4 separate regions of the Mus musculus genome follow, and regions 1, 3 and 4 are each linked to region 2. Evidence: chromatin contacts called from public ChIA-PET and HiChIP or PLAC-seq data. All regions are on one chromosome and are shown on one strand. Each heading gives the region's core, a stretch centred on a gene start, on an enhancer-like site or on the middle of the called end of the contact. The rest is flanking DNA. Distances are from core to core; before and after follow the strand shown. Region 1 holds the start of Jmjd1c (jumonji domain containing 1C). Region 2 has its middle 33 kb from the start of 1110002J07Rik. Region 3 overlaps Jmjd1c (jumonji domain containing 1C). Region 4 holds the start of Reep3 (receptor accessory protein 3).

Region 1 (3,404 bases), core at 777-3,276, 170 kb after region 2:
AGGTGGGCGTGTGACCCATGACGACTGAATCCAAGGTTTGAAATCTCATGTTAACACTTTTAATTCCATATTATTTATAGTTAGGATTTGCTAGTAAAATTAAACAATATACCTACTCCTTAAAACAAAACAAAACGCCAGCAAAGAAATTGAAAAACAAAACAATACAAAAACTTTTAAGGTCTATTCTTTTGGGGAAAAAAAAAAAATCAAGTTTCTCAAGGTAGACTAGCATAAAACCTAAATGTCGGCTGTAGTATTGGGGTTGTAGGAGAAAATTTGAGCTGTAATTCTCAAGTACATTAAATGTATTAAAGCTGCCTGTGGTGGCATACACTTGAGAAAAGCAAGAGCGTGCGCTCAGATAAGCCCCATGATTAGCTAGTAAGAAATGCTGCTGTGGGGATCTGTGGCCTGGGAAAGCTGTTTCTCTCCAGAGTGTTGCTTTCGTTGTCTTTACATGCTTTTTAATGGACTGTTTTCCTTGTAGTAGTATGGTGTCATTGACAGTTGGGGATTAAGCAGTCTTCTTTAAAAAATAAAAGAGAAACAACAACAAAAAGACTTCACCCACACTGGGACCCCAACCCAGACCTTCCCACCAAGTAGGCAAGTGCTTTGCCACCCAGCAGCACCGTCTGTCCCCAGCCCCAATTTCCTTTAATGATTACTTTGTGCTGCAAGTTATAAAGCAGGGAGATCACTGATGGTTGGTATTTGAATATGAGACTCCGTTTAAACATCTTTATATGTGCTGCACTCTTTCAGTGGCTTGTTTTATTGGGCTTACTAACCTTAGGTGGGAATGAAGGAATCCAGAGCCGACAGCATGCAGATTTGTGCAGTTTTCCTAGCATCAGATGCCCATTATAGATGGTTGTGAGCCACCATGTGGTTGCTGGGAATTGAACTCAGGACCTCTGGGAGAGCAGTCTTAACCGCAGAGCCATCTCTTCAGCCCTGAGCTGATCTATTCAACTGACTTTGAGAGTTTCCAACTCTCCCACCGCCACTGTCTGTCTGTAGCTTTAACAGTTTAGTTTAAATGGTCTACAGATATGTCTTTTGTATTTATTGTAAGCACTCAGTGCTATTGTAAGGGTTTTCAGAAAGCATGGGGGGGAGGAAAAGATTTTTATAGGATTAGATGAATTTTTGAAGATGATAATCCCTGGAAAACGGCAGATTGAATTTTGATTCCCGTTTTCACAGATCTTTAAAATACAAGCATAGCGGTCGTCAAACTTCTCACTGCTATCTTGAAAGAGAGACTTGCCTGTGAGAACTGAGGAGCGATCAGAAGAGGAATTCCTAGCTGTCTTTGTCTGGGTTATAAAGTCCTGTTGTGATTGGACGGGAAGTAAAACCATCATTTATTTTCTTCAAGTGTGATTGGCTAAGATTCTTTTCTTTCCGTGGTCTTTTCCAGTAACTGACTCTGGAGCTTTCCGTTTTATTACCTATGTTCTAGTACGCGGAGTACTCGGGTTGGCTCTGAGACAGTTTGTGAAATTTAAGGATGTCGGTAACAGCTCGCGGTGGAGTGTCTAGCGTTCCTGTAAGAAGGCGGCACGAGGTGTAAATCTCCGAACTGCTCCAACACGGAATTAGAATTGCCGCCGGGAGGAATGCTGGTTTAGAGCCGCGGGCCGCCGAGGGGGCGCGGTGGGGTGGGCGGCGCGGCTCGCCCGGGGCCGCGCGGGGATCCGGGCTCCTTGACGACGGCGCTATGTGTTCGCACGGCCGTCGCTCCTGACATGCGGACCTCCGGGAGTTGGCTCTGCGACCGCGCGTGGGAGCCGAGCCCCGTCCCCGCACTCGCCCCTCCGAGGGGGCGCAGACGGAGCGGCAGAAGCAGCCTGGCTGCTGTCCCTCGGCGGCCACCTCTCGAGGCCGCAGCGCAGTCCGTGGGCGGCACTACTTGGCGCGCCCGCCGACGCCGACCCCCACTCCCCCGCCCGCGGAAGGACACGCGGCGCGGCCGGAGGGGCGGAGGGGTACCGGCCGCCTGAGCGGCCGCGCGCTCATTCCTGTCAGTTTGCCTGTGGGCCGCGCGTGAGGTCGTGGGCGGCGCGGCTCCGGGTCGTCGAGCGTGCAGGGGCGCTCTCGCTCGCGGGCCGCCTCGCCTGCGGTCGGCTCCTCGGCATGGGCGGCCGGTAGGAGCGGGCTGCGCTCGTCCCCGGCGCAGTGGCGGCCATGGCGGTGGAGACGCGGCCCGAGCTGGTGGGGAAGCGGTTCCTGTGCGTGGCGGCCGGCGAGGACGCGCGTCCGGAGCGCGGGCAGAGCGGCTGCGGGCGCGGCTGGCGGGCGGGGGTCATCCGAGCCGTGTCCCACCGCGACCGCGGCCACCCGGACCTGGCGGTGAGAGCTGGCGGGCAGCATGTGGCACGCCCCTCTGCGCGGGGCGGGCGGGCGGCAGGTGGGGCGGGCGGGCCCGGCAAGGGGAGCGCTGGCTGCTATGGCCCGACTCTGCCGGGCAAAACCATCCTGCGTTTGGCTTTCCAGCCGGAAACGATAGAAATGTTTTTGGTACGAGGGCTAGTCGAAATTATTTCTCCCTTTCTCCATCATTTTGTATTTTGTTTGTTAGAAACGGACAGTGCTTTAGGGAACTCCGGCTCCTGAGTCTTATATGGCTTCACGAAGGCTAGAGATAGTGTAAATTAGGGGTTTGAACGGCATTTAGTACTTCTAAGTAGCCTCCCCTACATTTATCAGTTACATAGGACACTGTCAGTGTTACCTTTCAGGAGAATAAATGTGTATTTATGATTTCGTGCCAGGATACATTCTTTTGGTCACAAGCGCATTCTCATAAGGGAATGGGATTGAGTGAGTAGACTGGAGATAGAGTTGAGTAAGTAGAGTGGGGGTAGGGAATATTAAGATATTCCCCCTTTGCATTTAGATCAAATCCACCATAAAATGCAAAAATAGTCACCATTTTGATATGGTTGTTGGAAGTTTCGAGTGTGTTCTTGCAAACCATTCCTACCTGCTATCAATTCCATAGTTCCCCACGCACTGTATTATTAGTTTAACCGTGTAAAATAGGCTTAGTTGTGAATACTTATAAGAGGAATTAAAAATAGAGACAATTGACAAAACTCCGCATGGCAGTTCTTTGTGCTAAAGGAAAAAAAGAACCCTTAAACTTTACTCATCTTAATGCTTACTTGTGATAGCTTCACAAAGCCGTTGCTTTGTGTTTGTGTAAAGATGCCGGAACTCATTTCTCTTTCCGCTTTGATATGAAAATTGAAGATTTTACGTGGAGGATGCCTGGGTAATGGCTTAGACACTAAAGCAAACACGGAACAGAATTATGTACTGTGTTCCTATATACGTGAGAATTAGGAAATTAGATTAGATAGTATTGGAGACAGTCAAGTTCTGAAACTGTT
Region 2 (3,626 bases), core at 332-2,831:
TCCCAGCCATGAGGCTGGAGGGACCTGATACAAAGATACGTTTTCTTCATCACATGCTAAGCTAGACAAATCCATGGGTATCCTTTAGAGCCCAGAGAGAAGACCCACACATGTGCGCAGTCTTGATGAACGAAGGTGATTGACTGAGTTAGAGATGTAACTCAGCGATACAGTCCTTGCCTGTCAATCACCAGGACCACTCAGAAAGGAAGGTGGAGCGTTAGGTCAGAGGTAGTGAGCAGTGTGCTCCCACGATGCTTTAAAGAATGGTTATCTGTAAGGAACGAGGTGGAACGCTACTTTGGACTCTCTGCCCCACCCCACCCCACCCCAACCCCCCCTCCCTGCACAAAACAATCTCACAGTCGTGATATGTAAACAGCTAAATCTTTTCAGGGTTTGGGGATAGATGCTTATAATACTAGCACGGAGGAAGAGGTATTAGGACTACACAAGACTCTGTCTCTAAAAACGAAGGAGAGAGAGAGAGAGAGAGAGAGAGAGAGAGAGAGAGAGAGAGAGAGAGAGAGAGAGAGAGAGAGAGAGAGAGAGAGAGAGAACTGAAACTTTAGGACTGGAAAGATGGCTCAGCAGTTAAGAGCACTGACCGCTCTTCCAGAGGTTCTGAGTTCAATTCCCAGCAACCACATGGTGACTCACAGCCATCTGTAATGGGATCTGATGCCCTTTTCTGGTGTGTCTGAGGACAGCTACAGTGTACTCACATACATAAAACAAATAAATAAATCTTTTTTAAGAAGAGCTAAAACTTTAAATGTTTAGAAGGAAAGTAAGAAAATGGGTTTATGCTGTTAGAATACAGACATGTTCTTCAGCAAAAACACAGCCGAAAAACATTAGGGAATGCTCTATCGATTGCTTGCTTGCTTGGTTTATTTGTCAACTGATTTGGAGCAAGGTCTGCTGTAGCTCAAGCTAATCTCAGATTTGTGACATAGTCAAGGGTGATCCTAATTTCCTATCCTCCTGCCTCCACCTCCCAAATGCTGGGATTACAAGAGTACCTGAGGGATCAAACAGAGGACTTTGTGGGGGCGAGGCAAGCACCCAGCCCCAGGAAACACTTATTAATTGGACTGCCTTTAAAAATACATCAAAGGACACATGCCTACATAATTACATTCATTTATAAATATTTGTTGAACTATCTCCTTAAGATTCATGCCTACACAGGGAGAGGGGCAGCATTTGGGATGTAAATAAAGAAAGAAATAGATTAATTAATTAATTTTTAAAAAGCTAAGTTGGGTGGGATGGTGACAATTAAATTATATATTTATGATATGTATGCTTATTTTTATGCCTTAGGCTTTATATTTTCTTTCATGTCTAGCTATTAAAATTTATGTAACTTGAATTGGGGAACAAATGTTAAAGATGTAGATATGCAGCAACTCACCTTAGCTTAGATTTGAGGTCAGAAAAGAAGAAAAGCTATTTTTAAAAAACTTGTCTGTTATACTTTCATTTTAGAGGTAAAACAGACAAGACTATGAGCAGACAAGCCATAGAACAGGAAACCTGCATTGCCAGCGTTTTCTCTCTCTGCGGTCGCAGGCAAACGAAACTGAAAATCAGGAGGACAGATTTTACACACATTTGATTAGCCAACGTTAACAAGTCTGACAGGACCTGTAATCGATAAGAATCTGCAGCCTGGGGGAACTTTCCACACTGGTAGCAGCAGTGATAATTATTTAAGGAAATTTGAAATATTTACTGTCATGTCTAAATGTTACCACCCAGCGGAATTCTTTGTGCATAAACATCAAAGGGAAACTCCATGAAAGTCCATGTTAACAGGGAACTCAGGACAAAAATATTCACAGAAGCGCTTGTTAGTAAAAAGAAGGATCAAGAAGCCTAAAGGCCCAACCTGGGGGGGGGGGCAAAAAAAGATCAAAAAGCAACAGTGAAAACAGTAGATGGGATACCTTGTAGCTGAAAATATAATCGAGTCAAAGTAACCATAGCAACACGGGCAGTTTTCCCAAAAATAATGTAGGACTGGCAAGAAGGCTCATCAGAGGTAGGTACTTGCTGCCAACCCTGCCAACCTGGGTTCAGCTACCAAAACCTGTGGTTAACCTAACCATAGGAGGGAATTGACTCTAGAAGTTTGTCTCTGACTTGCACCAGCTTAGCTTAGCATGTGTGCCTTCCCCAATGTCTCTCACCACCACCTCCAGGCCCCACATGCACACGCAAGAGCACTATAACAATTGATTTAATTGAATAAAAATGACGTTAACCAGGGAAGAGGAACTTCTCTGAATCTGACTCTGGCTCGTTGTCTGGCTTTGTCTTTATCAGAAGCCTCTGGGGAGGCAGCCTGCCAGCCAGGGCAAAAGTGTTACTGAGAAACATTGGGGTCACTGGGATTGGAACCCTAGGCTAGGTTGGGTGTCGGCCACCAGTCAGGAATGAGGCTTATACTCACTGGGTACTTCTGTTTTTCTCTGTCTTGTTGGCAGTCATGAGTAGGTCCCTGTGTGAGAAATGAGTGTCCTCAGATGACCCCCAAATGGAAGGGAAGAGATCAGAGCTTTGTCCACACTTGACTCAGGAGGTCTAAGTAGAAATCAAATCTGTACTCAGCCAGCCATTTTTAGTTCAAAGTGTTCATGACATATGTATCTCTTGAGTCACACTGATCCAATCTGGTGGCCTCCGTTCAGGGATTCTTTTCTTTTTCTTTTCATTTTAAGAGAGCAGTCAGACTCTGGCTGTGTTCTGGGTGGGTAATGAAGCCACCTCCTAACAGTATAGAGTACAAGAAGGGACATCTGGCTGACATCTTACCAACCCTCTCCAGCTGTGGGCCAGGGCATTTTCTTTATTCTGTCCCTGCTGGCCTCTCCTGATTCATCCTCAAGGCCACCGGTTCTGCGCAATGTTTGGTATATACCCAGCTGGAGAGTGATAGTTAACATTGGTAATCGATGTCACAAGATCTACAGTCACCCAAAAGACAAACCTCTAAGGAAATTTCTAGACTGGGTTAACTAAGATAGGCAAATCCACTCTAGGTAAGTTAAGGATGGTACTACTCCATTGGCTGGAGCCTCAGACCAGATAAAAGGACCAAGAGACCCAAGTATCAGCATTTACCTCTTTTCCTGACTGCAGATGTCACATGACCACCTGCCTCAAGTTCTATCAATCAAGCTACCATAACCCCCCACACACATACCCGCTGTGATGGTCTGCACCTTCAAACTGTAAGCCAGTACAAACTTTCGCTCCTTAATTCCAACGCCCACCCCCCCCCCCAGACTATTAGCATTCCATTTTTTTGTTTGTTTGCTTGTTTGTTTTTTGTTTTGAGACAGGGTTTCTCTGTATAGCCCTGGCTGTCCTGGAACTCACTCTGTAGACCAGGCTGGCCTCGAACTCAGAAATCCGCCTGTCTCTGCCTCCCAAATGCTGGGATTAAAGGCGTTCGCCACCATGCCCGGCTCCATTTTTGTTGTTGTTGTTGTTGTTGTGCATTTTGCTACAGCAACAAGGAAAGTTAAGACAGTAATGCATCTTTCCCAAGCATCTAGGAAGGACTTGTCTTTCTTGGTTTTTCTTATTCATTTACACACTAAACACACACACAC
Region 3 (3,441 bases), core at 481-2,980, 240 kb after region 2:
TTCCATTTTAACATGAATCTGTTTAATTTTTGATGTGTGTTAAGTACAAAAATTACTATGGTTACATAGTTGATTGCCACTTTAAGAAATCATGGTTTCTTTTAACTGCTTTTCAGATTTGTATTTAATATATCTTAATGTTTCTTTAACAGGCACTGTAGAGCACCTCTGGTTGGGGAGGGTGTTATGTGAGGTTTAAATGGAGCTGTACACGGGGTCACTTGTAAATTAGCCTTTCTATTTGTCATACACATTTACTAGCCAGATTTTACCAAGGACTGTCAACTAAATACCTTCAATTTTGAGGAATTGTGTTATCTAGAAATTAATCCTCTTTCTAAGTTAACTGGAGTAATTTAAATTATGTTAAGTTGGTGAATTTTACCCCTGAAGCCGGCCCACCTTGCAAAAAGGGCTCTGGAGAAGATCTTCGCAGGAATGTTTTTGATATTATAAAATGACTGGGGCTTAGGAGATGCAAAACACCTGTATTATTTGCATAAGAAAAAGGTACTTAGGGCTAATGTTGCTAGTGTCCAGTCCTGCTAAATTGAATTTTATCTTTAGCCAGTCTTTTTTTTTGGGGGGGGGGGGGTTATCCTTGATGCTTTGGCCTGAAGTGTTTGGACAAGAAACAGAAAATGTCCAAAGATTGAAAGTCCTTTTGAGAAGGAGCCAGTGTTCTCTCATTTACCAATGCTAAACAAGTAGAAGTATAATATGAAAATTTTTCATTGTAGAAATACGCTAACTTGATAGCTATCATGTTAACATATTTCATATAATCAGATAACATGAACTCTTAAGCGAGTACATTCTCTTATAAAAAATGATAGAATTATATGAAATATTAGGAATCTAGGCCCAAGAAATAGAAAATATTGGTAGCAGGCAATGATAGATGTACAGTTAGTGTGGGAATTTTCTATTTTGAAAGTTAATTTCTCACACAAAGTATTTTGAACATCTAGTACTTAAAAGGTTAGGCTGGGACACAGTAGAAAGTTATTCTAACTAGGTTCAATTATCATAAATGTTAAAAATAAATGGAAGAGACAGATTTTGTTTGTTTTGGGGATGGTTCTAGAGATACATACTGTAATTTTTCAATTTTTTTTCAAATAAGGAAAATGTTATTTGCTCAGGAATATTAATTGAATAGAAATGAGATATGTTTAAAATATACATCCTAATGAATCCACTTAACTCCTGGTAAGAATTTCTTAAGTGTAGAAAATTAGCTCTTTGAGAACCCCTTCAAACTGAAACTTTTTTTGTGTAATAACCAGAGTATTTTGTATTTCTTTAAGACATAATAGCTACAAGACAGGGTGGACAGGAGCACCAACAGCTTTGGAATCTGGGAGATACGTACTGTCTTGGTCAACAGTGTTGTTTTGTGTCCAGATGGTACCCAAGTTGCCTTGTCATGAGGAAATGTTCTTTTGGTACACATATATGCAGTTTAGAAGCCTAGTTGTTTAATTGCATTTTTCAGATTTTGATTCTTTCTTAGGAAAGCCACACTTTTTAAGATGGTAGAATTTTCTTTTCATTTTAAAGCTTTTAGAACAAACAGTAGTAGATACATGAATACATTTAATTTTGACTGACTCTGACTCTGCTAAGAATGAGAGTGTGGTGATAGTCATTTAAGAAAACAAACACTGTGCCCTTGTTTCCTTCCTCTAACTTTCCCACCTCACTGCCTGCTGTGTGATCTCAGACTTGCTTTGTGACAGTGCTAGCTAGAGACAGGACAGGGCTGGTGGGGACTGCTCTTCCTCACTGGTCTCTCCTGCTGCCCTCTGCTCTCATTGAAGTAACTGCATCTGTAGTTGTTCTGGGAGCAAGGCAGGGGTGGGGTAAGGTCAGATGCTTTCTGCTCAGTTAAAATCTCAGTATGAAAATTAGACTAACATCTCTAGTTAGGAGTAAACAGGGGTGAATGTGGTTGACTTCTTTTCATGTTTTCAGGGTTAAGCAGAAACATACACGTGTGCTTGGTAGTCTTTCAGAAATAGTCTATAGCATGATACAGTATAATTTCCAGCTTATTAATTATGGTTGTGTTTAATTATTTTTTAATGAATAAAAAGTATTCTATGGTTTTAATAAAAACGTTAGGTTATACCATTATGACGACCTTATTGAACCATTATATTGCCATGTACCCTTTGTATAACACTTTGAGGATACAACCAGAAAATAACCATTAGAACTTTTCTCTTTTTTGACAGACCTTCAAACCATTGGTTGAAAATAGTATACCTAGTTCTATCACTGCAGTAGAATTCCTTATAGATAAGCAACTGGATTTTTTAACAGAAGATAGTGCCTTTCAGCCATACCAGGTAAGGAACTGCACACCAATTGTTCATTAAACTTCATTCATATTCAGGGCATTCAGTATATTTTGATTATAGCATTACTTAGCAATAAATTTGTGCTGGGACTTTGTTGTGAGACAGGAACACTTTGGCTATAGCTAGGATTACAGGAGTGAACACAGCTTCCTGTTAGAGGAGAATTGTCTAGACACCAGGGTTACTTCTGTTCATCTTTGGCTCAGGGCTGCACCTATCTATAAATGTATTTGAGGGTTTGGTTTTGTTTTGCCATATACTTATTTGTTTATGAGGTTAACTAATTTATTAGAGTAAGTAAATGCATCTTGAGGGGAAATAGGTTTTCCAGTAGACAAATAGATTTAAATTATGTAAAGAAACTCATCACAACTATTAAACAATTTGTGGTGATTCATATCTATGATCCTGGGACGTAGGAGGCTGAAGTAGGAGGATCTCATTCAGGGCCAGCCTTGCCAACATAAGAAAACTGTCTCAGAAAGCAGAAAAGTGTGTTTGTGGGGGCAGGAGGTACTGGCTCTGGAGACATGTGTCAGCAGCTAAGTGCTCTTGGGGCTTTTGCAGAGGCCTGGAGGAGTTCCAAGCACCAACAGGAGGCAGGCAGGTCACAACTACCTATAGGCCAGCTCTAGGGGAGCTGATGCCCTCTTCTGGCTCTGGCTGGTTCCTGGCATGTGTAATATATAGACAGAGACATGCAGATGCTGTGATAAGTAAAATTAAGTTCCTTGTCTTTTAGCAAAGTAAAAGATAATAATAACCTATTTTTCTTAATCTTCTAGCTTATTGCAATCTTTAAATTTAAAAATGTTTACATTGTTTTAATAATGGACTTTAACTTCAGTATTTTAAATATATACAAACATTTGATGCAGACACTTTTTTTTTCCCCCCAAAGACAGGGTTTCTCTGTATAGCCCTGGCTGCCCTGGAAGTCACTCTGTAGACCAGGCTGGCCTCAAACTCAAATCCGCCTGCCTCTGCCTCCCAAGTGCTGGAATTAAAGGTGTGCGCCATCACGTCCAGCTTGCAGATTCTTTTCTAGTTAAATGTTTTAAGTAGTATTATAACT
Region 4 (3,572 bases), core at 495-2,994, 140 kb after region 2:
ATAAGACCTGACATTCTGACCTGTACAGTAGATATCTGTGGATGTGAAATGTGTGTCCCATTAAGATCTCCTACGTGGTACTGACCTTTGTATTGGAGGTAGCGTAGCACTAAACATACTTCCTTTCACCAATTAAAAAAATAAAAATCTTATTTGATGAATGCAAACTCAAGGTGTTCCATAATTTTCCATCATTGAAAATGGTCTAAGAGATCAAAAGACAAACCCAGTTTTTTTAATGGGGCATTTAATTTGAGGGGCTAGGCCAAAATAGTGGAGGGACTTCTGGTAGGTTAAGAAAGTATGCCTGGATTATGTGGAAACCCGAAGACTGCCTTGGAAGAGGCAAAACATAATTTGAAGGCACCCGTGGCATAACTTTATTTATTTGTGGCTTTAAGATGAATACAAGAAGTTCAGAGGCTTTAAAGGACATTTTATGAAAGAGCAAATTTTGAATGCATTGCAAACTAGGTTACCTAGCTCACTTCCAAACGAAATAAAAGCAAGTTAAAAAAAAATTAGCTCCTTCTCCGTAGTGAAAATAATAATGCCCAAGTAATGTCATTTTCTCCCTTCAAATTATAAGCTAATCAGCGAGGCCTGTTAACCTCATATAAACATTTCATTAAGGTACTCAGATGACACTACTGCTACATGAATAATGAATTCCCGCCCCCAGGCTTTACCTAATTTATGGCCCTTTATTTGGTGACTTTGCTTTAGAGCGCACAGGGTAAGGTGAAAGATGGGAAGAGAACCGGTTTAACTTGTATTCAAATACCTTTGCAGATTAAACAACACATCTCAACTTTTCCCCCCTCCTCTCCCCATCCGCAGCTCTCGTTTGTATCACAATCAGTGAACTGAGGAGATGACCCGAACAAAGGGGACTGGCACCTGCGCCTTCTCCATTGCAAACATTTCTTCCCACCCACGGCCCTCCACGGTCAGCGTTTGCCCGACCTTTCTAGCGCAGGCTCTTTCCCAGGTCACCTCGGGACCCCTGAGCAAGACTCTGCAGCCCGGGCTCTGACACCGATCTCTCCTCCTCCTACACGTGACCAAGCGGCGTGCGCCGCGGACAGACACCGCAACGCGGTAGACCTGGTGACAAAGGCTCGGGCGCATCCGGAGTCCCGCCGGCCTCCCGCGCTCAGCGTCGGCGGAGCCTGCGCAGGGCGGTGCCGCGCAGCGCGGGCCGCGGGAGCGGGAGCCGCAGCCGGGAGCGCGCCGCGGAGCCGAGCAGAGCCCGCCGCGCGCAGCGCCGGGCAGCGGAGGAGCCGAGGAGCGGAGCAGCGCCTGCCGCGTAGCCGAGGAGCGGAGGGGAGGCCGAGGAGAAGCCGAGCAGAGCCCGCCGCGCGCCGGGGAGCGGCTCCACGGAGCAGAGCCCACCGCCTGCCAGTCCGTTCGCCCGCGCCCTGCTGCTCCCAACGCCGCCGCCGCCCCGGAGCCCCGCAGCGACTGGGACACGGGTGAGCAGGCCGCGGCCCGTGAGCTTGGCTCCGGCAACCGGGCCCCAAGCGTCTTCCCCGCCCGTACTTACACCACGGCTCGGGAGATCATCCAGGACACCATCTTTTCGGCCGATGGGCCGCTGACCGCAGGCCGCGCGCTCCCCGCTCGCGCTCCCCGGGGCCGCGCTGGCGCCCTCGGGAGCCGGCCCGGTGTGTGCGCGCGGTGCCCGGAGCCGCCCGGAGCCCGGTCCCCCGCCCGTCCGCCCCCGCCCGCGGCCCCGCCGGCCCTGCCGGCCCCGCCCCTGCGCTCCGCTGATAGGCGGCGGCTCCGGGACCCCGCGGGCGCTGCGCTCCACCGAGCTGCGCGGTCACCTCGCTTCCCCGGGCCGGGGGACTCCGGGCGGGCGGTGAGAGCGCGTGGGAGCCGAGGCCGGGGGCGGGGGAAGCCGGGATTGTGAAGTGTCTGGCTAGGTGCGGCTCCGGTGCTCACCGAGGCTCGGCAGCCAGGGCCTACCACAGGCCTGGGTTGGCACGGCGAGGCTCGTGGTGCAATGCAGGGGCCAAGGGAGAGCGTCGGGGGTCACGTTTGGAGTGATGGGTTTGCAGGGATGGCGAGGCTGTTCTGGGCCCCTTGGGGCACCTTTTCCATCAGCGTCAGCCAACTCCTGTCTGTCTTGCCTGCCCCACAGCCTAAAACGTGGACCCAGGATTTCCGACCCGTGGTGCTGTTTACAAGTGTCCTTATTTTTTTTTTCCGTCACGCGCGCGCGCGTGTGTGTTACCTCTTAACACTGTCCAAAATTTTAAGCTGACCTTTTAAGTTACTGTAGGTGTTTTTTTTTCTTGGTCCCCTGGTGGAAGCAATAGTAAAAGTTCTCTAAGCTAGAAAGAATAATGTCTGTAATGTGGTGTTTGGAGCCTTTAATTAAAGTCCTAGAAAATATGATGGCTCATTTTGGGACGTACTGTAATTTAATCTTTTTGTTCCCCAGTTTCCCCATAATAAAAAGAGGCTAATAATACTCTTGCTTACCTCCTGCTTTTCAAGGATGATGTAAGGTATTGCTAATTAATGTGTTTAGGAAGGAGTCGGATTTGCCTGGGATGGTATCAAGGGACAGGGATAGGTTACCATGAGTGCCTTGTAGTTCATGAGGCCTATAAATTAAGAAGAATTTTGGCCATGAAAGAAAGCAGCAGGGGAGGGATGGTGGTGAGCTCTTGTGATCCCAGCACTGTGGAGGAGGTGGAGGCCTGCGGGGTTTCCTTCCACAGAACCAGGAAGAGAAGTCCTCCGCTGCTTTCTGCTCTTCCGTTCCTTTTTTTTTTTTTTTTTTTGCTTATTTACATTAAGAATGTGTGTTTTTATTTCAGGGGCTGCGGTGATTGCGTTTGTCCTGGTTTATTTAGTTTGACCATTGTTCAGCGTTACTGGGGAGATGTGCTTGCCCTCTAAGCAGCAGTTTTTCTGGCACATACCTTCCTTGTCCTTTCATGTCCTTCCATGGGCAGAGCGGTCTTGTAATGTCTTTATTTACAGCCTTTCGTTCCTCATCCTTAACATATCTTTCCCCTCCTCTCTTTCCTGAGCTAAGGTGTGTTTTCGTGCCCTTGACTGAATTGCATCTTTTTCTTGGATGCTTTATTTCCCATTCTCTACCTTTCTGACCTCTTAAATCCCCCCCCCCCAATTCCCTGCCCCCCACCCTCCCTCATAATTTATCCCTTAAGTTTCTGGACTCCTTTCACCCCTCCGCATTTAGTCTCTTCTGCCTGTTTTGCAGAGGTGATGGCTCTTGTTATTGTTTGCAGGACACAGCCCCCTTGTTCCTATTTCAAAAAGCCACGGGTTGTAAACCACCTACCTACCCTGGGTTGCTACAGTGTTGTTGAGTCATCCTGCCGCCCCAGACAGCCCTGGAGTGTTGATTCTCCTTGGTACCATGGAAACGGAGGTTTAGAGAACTTAACTCTGTAGCCAGTGATCCCCATGGTTCATAGGTAATGGAGCTGAACTCCAGTACTTTTGAGTCATACCTGAGTTGGGTGTGAGTTGGTTAGTCCAGGGGGAAAATTAAAAATTAGCAAGCTGCTTTTCTTCGTTGTTGTGACTGG

Evidence for each region. ChIA-PET counts read pairs in DNA pulled down with a chosen protein or histone mark. HiChIP or PLAC-seq counts read pairs in DNA pulled down with a chosen protein or histone mark.
Region 1: an H3K4me3 HiChIP or PLAC-seq map of bone marrow-derived macrophages shows a contact between it and region 2, with 4 times the contacts expected there. The contact joins the promoter of Jmjd1c here to the enhancer-like site in region 2. A contact is called at or near these places in 2 of 484 Hi-C or Micro-C datasets (B cells and CD4 T cells), 5 of 115 datasets of contacts at active chromatin or transcription factors (bone marrow-derived macrophages, effector CD8 T cells, embryonic stem cells and 1 more) and 3 of 9 other capture datasets (adipose tissue, liver and pancreatic islet).
Region 3: an RNA polymerase II ChIA-PET map of memory CD8 T cells shows a contact between it and region 2, with 184 read pairs. The contact joins two enhancer-like sites. A contact is called at or near these places in 5 of 484 Hi-C or Micro-C datasets (CD4 T cells, Th1 cells, bone marrow-derived macrophages and 2 more), 10 of 115 datasets of contacts at active chromatin or transcription factors (CD8 T cells, bone marrow-derived macrophages, double positive thymocytes and 6 more) and 1 of 9 other capture datasets (adipose tissue).
Region 4: an H3K4me3 HiChIP or PLAC-seq map of bone marrow-derived macrophages shows a contact between it and region 2, with 6 times the contacts expected there. The contact joins the promoter of Reep3 here to the enhancer-like site in region 2. A contact is called at or near these places in 5 of 39 promoter capture datasets (the C10 cell line, the HPC-7 cell line, hematopoietic stem and progenitor cells and 2 more), 12 of 484 Hi-C or Micro-C datasets (CD4 T cells, Th1 cells, Th2 cells and 5 more), 18 of 115 datasets of contacts at active chromatin or transcription factors (CD8 T cells, the HPC-7 cell line, bone marrow-derived macrophages and 13 more) and 4 of 9 other capture datasets (adipose tissue, liver, macrophages and 1 more).

What each region holds. Positions count from the first base shown.
Region 1 is chr10:67,125,062-67,128,465 of GRCm38.p6, forward strand. Jmjd1c (jumonji domain containing 1C) reads left to right here and starts at 2,027. Exons shown (of 26, transcript NM_207221.3): 1 at 2,027-2,361. The coding sequence starts at 2,197.
Region 2 is chr10:66,951,875-66,955,500 of GRCm38.p6, forward strand. No RefSeq gene overlaps it. Among named protein-coding and RNA genes, the nearest start is that of 1110002J07Rik, 33 kb to the left of the region's middle. Within about 2 kb of position 1,582, at least 73 of the 459 cell types and tissues checked have an H3K27ac peak or open chromatin away from gene starts, as enhancers often do. A contact at or near this core is called in B cells, CD8 T cells, the HPC-7 cell line and 12 more, where this site is marked.
Region 3 is chr10:67,187,496-67,190,936 of GRCm38.p6, forward strand. It overlaps Jmjd1c (jumonji domain containing 1C), which reads left to right. Exons shown (of 26, transcript NM_207221.3): 3 at 2,241-2,354. Among named protein-coding and RNA genes, the nearest start is that of Jmjd1c, 62 kb to the left of the region's middle. Within about 2 kb of position 1,731, at least 62 of the 459 cell types and tissues checked have an H3K27ac peak or open chromatin away from gene starts, as enhancers often do. A contact at or near this core is called in CD8 T cells, Th1 cells, bone marrow-derived macrophages and 5 more, where this site is marked.
Region 4 is chr10:67,095,244-67,098,815 of GRCm38.p6, forward strand. Reep3 (receptor accessory protein 3) reads right to left here and starts at 1,745. Exons shown (of 8, transcript NM_178606.5): 1 at 1,547-1,745. The coding sequence starts at 1,578. It also overlaps a transcript of Jmjd1c not described here.